Linked DNA regions of Pan troglodytes: region 2 is linked to region 1. The links are chromatin contacts, called in public Hi-C maps. All regions are on one chromosome and are shown on one strand. The core of a region is the stretch at or near the end of the contact, and the rest is flanking DNA. Distances in the headings are between cores, read along the strand shown. Region 1 has its middle 77 kb from the start of TRAM1. Region 2 holds the start of LACTB2 (lactamase beta 2).

What was found. A called contact is a pair of places that touch in the nucleus more often than the background predicts.
Region 2: a Hi-C map of stem cell-derived neural progenitor cells shows a contact between it and region 1, with 4 times the contacts expected there. The contact joins the promoter of LACTB2 here to the enhancer-like site in region 1. A contact is called at or near these places in 1 of 7 Hi-C or Micro-C datasets (stem cell-derived neural progenitor cells) and 1 of 1 datasets of contacts at active chromatin or transcription factors (stem cell-derived excitatory neurons).

What each region holds. Positions count from the first base shown.
Region 1 is chr7:79,167,185-79,171,284 of NHGRI_mPanTro3-v2.0_pri, reverse strand. No RefSeq gene overlaps it. Among named protein-coding and RNA genes, the nearest start is that of TRAM1, 77 kb to the left of the region's middle. Within about 2 kb of position 2,189, at least 1 of the 24 cell types and tissues checked has an H3K27ac peak or open chromatin away from gene starts, as enhancers often do. A contact at or near this core is called in stem cell-derived neural progenitor cells, where this site is marked.
Region 2 is chr7:79,305,151-79,309,250 of NHGRI_mPanTro3-v2.0_pri, reverse strand. LACTB2 (lactamase beta 2) reads left to right here and starts at 2,405. Exons shown (of 7, transcript XM_016959565.3): 1 at 2,405-2,763. The coding sequence starts at 2,642. It also overlaps a transcript of XKR9 not described here.

The DNA of each region.
Region 1 (4,100 bases), core at 940-3,439:
TATAATGGGTTCTCTACAGTGACTAATCTAGCTGTGGTCTCCACAACTGAAGTGGAATTTTGAAAAACTGGAGAAGGTTCTGCAAAAAACCACAAAGATGATTAAAGGACTTAAGGAAAATCTAGTCTGGTCTCTACAGTTTTAAGAGGACTGTAGAAACTACCCATGTAATCATCACTCTCGATTGAAAAAACAAAGTATGCACGCCTGTAGTCCCAGCTACTCGGGAGGCTGAGGCACAAGAATCGCTTGAACCTGGGAGGTGGAGGTTGCAGTGAGCCAAGATCGTGCCACTGCACTCCAGCCTAGCAACAGAGTGAGACTCCATCTCAAAAAAGAAAAATAATAAACAAAGTATTTGATTCTGTACTGTGGCAAGTGCATTTCTCACTTGTAAATTTACTATGAATTGGCAGAGAAGGGAGCCAGTGTTTGTTGGGCACCCACACCAGGGGATTAGACACTCTGCAGGCCCTTTACATGCAATATTTATACTTATTCTCACAGCTACCCTGCCAGATAAGGCATACTAATAATTACCCTGTTTTACAGATGAGGAAACTGAGATTATGTGAGATTAAGTAATTTTTTGAAAATCTTAAAATTAATAACATGGACCATAGATTTAAACCTAGGCCAGATTAATTTCAAAGCCTCTCTAATCAATTTTCCACATGCAGCCAGAATGATCTTTCTGAAACATAAACCTGAGAGGGTCCTTCCCCTGCATCAACACTTCCATGGCCTCACTATGCTCCTGGGATGAAATCCAAGCCTAACATGACCGATGTGACCCCAGGTGTTCTGCCTCCCACATAGCAGCCCTGGCTCCTACTGTCACCCACTCCCACTCTGCCCTGATGATAGCATCTATATTCAGAGATCTTTCCACTTCTTGATTTCTCCATATGCCTCCAGCCTCCAAGCCTCACACACATAGCTCCACCTGCCTTCCGGCTGTGTCTCCTGTTGGCCAACTTTCTCCCACTCACCCTATGCATCTCAGCTTGCACATACCTTCTAGGTACAGGCTTATCAGCCCTTCTCTTGGGTCTCAGGGCATGCCACATTTCCTGTATAACAGCATTCATCACTAGGAATTGGTTCAGCCTTACACATCTCCCAACACAAACACACACACCCCTCACTCAAGAATTATCTGTTAAAGAAATGTTGAATGGGGTGGGGTGTGGTGGCTCACACCTATAATCCTAGCACTTTGGGAGGCTGAGGTAGGAGGATCACCTGAGGTCAGGAGTTCGACACCAGCCTGGGCAACATGGTGAAACCCTGTCTCTACTAAAAATGCAAAAATTAGCCGGGCATGGTGGTGCACGTCTGTAATCTTGGCTACTCAGGAGGTTGAGGCAGGAGAACTGCTTGAACCCGGGAGGCAGAGGTTGCAGTGAGCCGAGATTGTGCCACTGCACTCCAGCCTGGGCAACAGAGTGAGACTCCATCTCAAAAAAAAAATGTTGACTGATTATATCACAAGCTATTTAGTTATTTTTACAAGCAATAGTTAAAAGACTGACATTTACAAAACATTTACCTTTTTAAAAAAGAGGAGTTGAGGTTATCCTAATCACCAACAAGTAGCTCTTGTTTCCTAATATGTTTTCTTGAGAAGAAGGAAAGGAACACAGCTGCCCGTAGGATGCTGGGAGTTGTGCAAAACGTTAGTTTAGTATGCACATCGAGTGTGTCCCACAGTGAACATCATCCACTGCCATCCTGGTCACGGTAGAAAGGAGACTGCCAGCCTTCCCTCCCTTTACTTCAGGAAAGAGCCAATCTACTGCATTTAAAAGAATATTGATTTTGCAAAGTCCTCCAAAGAAAAATCTCCAACCCTATCTGGTATCAAACAACCCTAGGCATCAGGAAATTCTTCCTTTTGTTTAACTTTAATGAGCCCATTCTTTTTGTGTCCTTGGCAACAGAGGGAAAAAACAGTCATCATCCTCCATGCAATGGCTGTTCTGAAGTTTAAGTCCAATGCTGGCACTTCTTAATTCACCTCTGATGCATCTCCTCTCTAGGCTAAATAATCCTAGGTCTTTTAGCCCTTGTTTGCTGGTCACAGGATGACTATTCTGCTTTAGCTCTGAACTCTCCACATTCTCTCAATTCCCGTTGAACTATGGAGCCGGGAGCCAGCCCCAGCTCTCTGTTACAGCTCTGGACAGTACAGAGAGCAATGTAACAATTACCTCATGATACAGACATGCTTTTCATTTGCTACAGTTCTCTGCTTGCATTTTTTTCAATCAACAGAACTGCAGGATTGTGACAATTCTTCCCGGTCAACTGGCTGTCCACTAAAGCTATACTTCCAATTTTCCAGCCAACTGCCTTTGAGTAGTTGGCACCTTGCCTTTGAACATGTTCACTTTTCAACTCCAAGTGCATAACCCTGAATTTTTCTCTACTGAACCCCATCCAGTTTATGTCCCATTATTCCAGTTGACCAGGATTGCCTTCTCTGATGACTCTAGCCCCCTGAGATCTTCCGGTTTTATGATATTTCAGGGTTTGAGTTATGTTTCCCATGCATATTTCTTATTGACCAGTGCATTAGTCAGATTAAGCTAAAATATGCTGCAGTAAACAAATCAGCAAATCTCAGCGGCGTAGAACAATAGTCTGGGGTAGTTTTTTGTTTTGTTTTGTTTTCGAGAAGGGGTCTCACTCTGTTGCCCAGGCTGCAGTGCAGTGGTGCAATCTCGGCTCATTGCAGCCTCCACCTCCTGGGTTCAAGCCATCCTCCCACCTCAGCCTCCCAAGTAGCTGGGACTACATACGTGCACCACCACATCCAGCTAATTTTTTAATTATATATGTATTTGGGAGATGGGGCTTGCTATGTTTCCAAGGCTGGCCTCGAAATCCTGGACTGAAGCAATCCTCCCCACTTGGCCTCCCAAAGTACTGGGATTACAGATGTGACCCACCATGCCCAGCCACATTATTTTTCATATTCACACTACATTTCCCACACTAATTGGCGGAGGGGTTCTGATCATCAGAGTCCAGGTGGCCCAGGTTGACAAAAGTTCTACCACTGTGTGAAATCAACAGAAGGCTTCAGGGTTCATGGAAAATGGAGAAGTTTTATACATATTTAATACAAGTAGAAGTGATACCCGTTGTTCAGTTAATAGGGTTGCTAAAGTTAACAACAAAAAAAGCTAAAAAAATTTTTTTAAAGCGATACCCATTGTTATGCCAACATTTCGTTAGCTAAAGCAAGTAACATGGATGTGACTAATTCCGAGGGATGTGTGCTCCCAAGGAAAGAACTGGAGAGAAATCTTGGCATTCACTAGTTGTCTCCCAGAACCAATGAGATTCCATTTTCCTAAACACAGTCATCTTGTCTTTTATTTCTGCATCATCATAAATTCAACCATAAATTATCAAAGAAGACTTATAGATTCTCAGCCAATTTTTCTCCCACCCAGCATCTCTTACAAAAGTAGGGGCATTTTTCTATTCCATGGTCCAGATTATATACGAAGATGTTAGTTCAAAGACCAGATTCTGCCAAAAGCTGCTGGGCAGAATGATGAGGACTGAGCCACTGAGAACAAATTTCCTCTTTACTAAGAGCACTGTACAATATAGAATTGTTTAGAAACCAGCGTCATGAGCTTGTGAGGGACATCTCTTTCAGTCTACCAAATCCACTGCTCAGCCAAATTTGGGTTAGAACTGATCACATGTTACAAACACAAGAGGGAAGTGCAGACCCTCATCAGTGGCTTTAAAATCGAAACAAGACCAAGGAATCTGGTGGAGAAATGAGCCCCACAGAGAAGAAACGACAGTGGCCTAGGAGTCTGAGCTTCACTCAGCTTCTAGGGAGCTCTGTGACCTTTGGAAAGTCTCTCCACCCTGCAGGAAATCAGGTCTAGCTCTGTCATGGAAGAGGGTGGGACTGACCTGTGACTCCCAGCTCGGGTTGCTGCTCAGAGTCCCTGAAGAGATTTTTTTAAAACATGGATTCCTAGCCAGGCGCGGTGGCTCACGCCTGTAATCCCAGCACTTTGGGAGGCAGAAGTGGACGGACCGCTTGAGCCCGGGAGTTCGTCAACAGC
Region 2 (4,100 bases), core at 1,156-3,655, 140 kb before region 1:
AATGCTCAACATCACTAATCATCAGGCAAATGCAAATCAAAACCATAATGAGATATCATCTTACCCCAGTTAGAATAGCTGTTATTAAAAAGACAATAACAGATGCTGGAGAGGATGTAGAGAAAAAGGAACTCTCATACACAGTTGGTGGGAATGTAAATTAGTACAACCGCTATGGAAAACAGTACAGAGATGTATAAAATACACACACACACACACACACACACACACAGAACTACCATATGATTTAGCAATCCCACTACTATTTGTATATCAAAGGGACAACTGCACCTGCATGTTTATCACAACATTATTCACAATAGGAAAGATATGAAATCAACCTAAAAGTCCATCAACAAACAAATGGATAAAGAAAATGTGATATATACACACAATAAAATACTATTTGGCCATAAAAAAAAAATGAGATCATGTCATTTTCAGCAATATGGATGGAACTAGAGATTATGCTAAGTGAAATAATCATGCATAGAAAGACAAATATCACATATTCTCATTCATACGTGGGAGCTAAAAAGTTTATCTCAGCCAGGCATGGTGGCTCAAGCCTGCAATCCTAGCACTTTGGGAGACCAAAGCAGGGGGATCACCTGAATCGCTTGAGTTCAAGAGTTCAAGGTTACAGTGAGCTATGATAGTGCCACTGCACTGCAGCCTGGGTGAAAGCCAGACCCTGTAAGTAAATAAGTAAGTTAAGTAAGAAAATTAATTAAGCCAAAGAATAAAAGAAGGGGAGTGCCCAGATTCTCAGGAATCTGGTCCAGAAATTACTGTTCCATCCTCTTCTCCAGGGTTCACTGACTTTCCAGCAGAGTTCTTAAAAAGGGAAGATGTGCATAGCTTCCTGCCTGAATAGCCATTAATTGATGGCTATGATAAATACATATTGACAGATTGAAATGCCTGATGTAGGAGATTTGGTTACTTTAAGTATTTTTTTGAAGGGTATACTGTTTAACTTCCCATTGCAACAAGGGATAACTTATATGATTATTTCAGCGATGATTTTTTGAATATTTTTCCATTAAAAGTACAACTGTGTGAAACAAGGCAAAGACATTTCTCACACACAAAGCAGATGTCATTAGCCACTCTGATACACTATGCTGCTGATTCATAAAATAGGTAAGAGCATATCGTTTTCTTCATCAGAAATATCTGGAAAAAAAAAAGCCACCAAGCACTGTATGTGTCAATTTCTCACCTTTAAAAAAAAAAAAAAGAGTGGGCTGCTACAGTGGATATGTTCTACATCTCTTTGGGGCAGTGATTACATACAATTGTCATAACTCGATGGAACTGTCTACAGGATCTGTGTATTTTCTTTTAAGTAATTTATAACTCAACTTTTTTTATGGGAAGCTGTAGTTAACACTGGATAGTTAATACTTGGCTGATTAGAAACCGACTTGTTACAGAGAAAATGAGTCCCTTCCATCTTGGGCACAAAACGGCTCCACAAGACCAGCCTAGCTCTCTGGGCAGGCGGGTAACACTGGCAAGCAGAGGCATGCTCCTTGAATCTCACTGAGGGGGACAAGTGTTAGTGCGAGGCAGGTAGGAGCAAGGCCGCACACGCAGACTCTGTCATCTGGGCAGCCGCCCAATCCCCGTTTTTCATTTGTAACAAAAATAGTGTCCACCTCTTAATAATGTTCTGAGGATTAAGGGCGTTAAGTCGGATGTTTGTAGAAAGCACTTAGGCATAGTAGGAAGTACTAAGTAAATATGTCTTACCACTATTTATTATAAAAGATGAACAGGCTGGCCCGGCGCGGTAGCTCACGCCTGTAATCCCAGCACTTTGGGAGGCCGAGGCGGGCGGATCACGAGGTCAGGAGATCAAGACCTTCCTGGCTAACACAATGAAACCCCGTCTCTACTAAAAATACAAAAAATTAGCCGGGCGTGGTGGCGGGCGCCTATAGTCCCAGCTACTCGGGAGGCCGAGGCAGGAGGATGGCGTGAACCCGGAAGGCGGAGCTTGCAGTGAGCCGAAATCGCGCCACTGCACTCCAGCCTGGGCGACAGACCGAGACTTCGTCTCAAAAAAAAAAAAGATGAACAGGCTACTACTACTACTACACACACACACACACACACACACACACACACACACACACACACAGAGAGAGCCACTGCCTAAAAATCTGGCAATCCTTCCTGAGATTTATTACTGAATAACGAACGGTTACCAAACCTGTCTCCCAAATCACAAGACTCTTCCAGATTAAAATGTCTCTCGCCCACTTGGATCCACTCGCCTGTCTAGGACACAAACCCGTGAGGCACCAGCCCCCGTGACAGAGGCAGATTCCAGCTTCGCCTCACGCCACCTCACGCCTCGCGCCAGCCTTCCCACCACTGCCCGCGCAGCCCGCGCGGCGTCACGTGACCTCTGGTTCCGCACCGCCCCCACCCCACCCCCCGGCCGAGCTGCCGGATCCCCGCCCCGGCTCGCCCGCGGTGTCACATGACACTTGGACCAGCCGCTGGCCAATCCCCTCCCTCCCGGGTTGCGAGGCATCACGTGGACGCTACTCGCTATCCCCGGCCTGTTGGCTTCTTCCGCGCTGGAGTATCCAGATAGGCGACACGCCGGCGGGCGGCTGAGGCGGGAATGGCTGCTGTACTGCAGCGCGTCGAGCGGCTGTCCAATCGAGTCGTGCGTGTGTTGGGCTGTAACCCGGGTCCCATGACCCTCCAAGGCACCAACACCTACCTAGTGGGGACCGGCCCCAGGTAAACGTCCCTCTCCAACCTCCCCAACGTTCGCAGCCGGCCCCGGAGCCCGGGCTTTGACTGATCGCGGCTGCGCGGGCAGTGGGGAGCGCCGCGTCCTGTCCCTAGCTGGGCAGCCCCGCGCCTAGCAGCCCCGTCGAGACTGCACGCAGACACTCAGATCTCGAAGCTAGCTAAAATACGACCACCCCAGGTGATAGCTCTCTAATTTAGGGAGAAATGGAAAAAAAAAAAAAAAACCAACTTCTGTTTTGAAACCCGATTTACTGTTCTTGATGTTTGAATGCCAGGGTGTGCGTGTTTAAACTGTTGAGAAAATTCGGATGTCAAGAGTCCAAGAAAGCGTTTACTTTGCTCACTTGACTTTCACTGGTGTTTTGCCCAGAGTGTAACTTCCCTTCTCAAAAGCGATTAATTATGTTGAGGCGATTTCCTCAACTCAGCAGCAGAGGGCAGGATTCTCCTGGCTTCCAAATTGGTTCTCTGCAGCCTGTGGGCTCATAAGAGGAGCTGACATAAGTAATTTGGGGAAGTTTTTTGTTACAATTGTGTGTGACCTTGTTTGAGTTTAATTTGCAGACACAGTAACACACCTGTATTTCTAAGAAGATACTTTTGCTCTTGTTTAGCTGCATTCTGTTTTAGTGGAATTATGCAGGAATGGGAGATTTGGTTTACTGCATAGTAAGTCTTAGGCATTTAGCAACTTTTGTAGTCTTTACTGGATGAACCCAGATAATGTAGTTTCTCTTGAGCATAGAATTTAATTGTGCAGTCAAGACATAAATTATGTTTAAAATATAATTGATTACTAAAAACGATTTAGTAAGTACAGTTAATTGAGTTTTCCTTGGAAGTGTCTACTGTTTGGCGTTTTTCCAGTAAATAAGAATTTTAGAAGCAGCAGACCTGCAAAGTGGGCAGGTAAAAGATTAAGTTAAGAGTAAATAAGGCAGGGTCAGGTAGTTACCAAAGGTTTAGGCTGCCACCAGAATCTAGGAGGATAGAGAATTAAGCAGGAAAAATGCCAGATCTCTAGGGTACAGTCTGTCTTGGCTGGAAGTCCCTCAACCAAGTAAATCCATAGGCGGTCTCTCTACAGTGTGTTATCTTAAACTAGTCAATACCTCAGACAAAAGATGCATATTATCAGAATTACCCTGGAAAGTCTCTTAGAAGAACACCATGTTGGAGATCAGTGTATTGTCTCAGTAAGTTCAGCACAACCTGCTTTTTTTCCAGCATTGAAACAGATGGCTGAATCTGTTTGAAAACCAGGTGAAGAAATTGGCTTGTGTTTAGGGGCTATATTGTATGAAAAATACATACTGTATCTT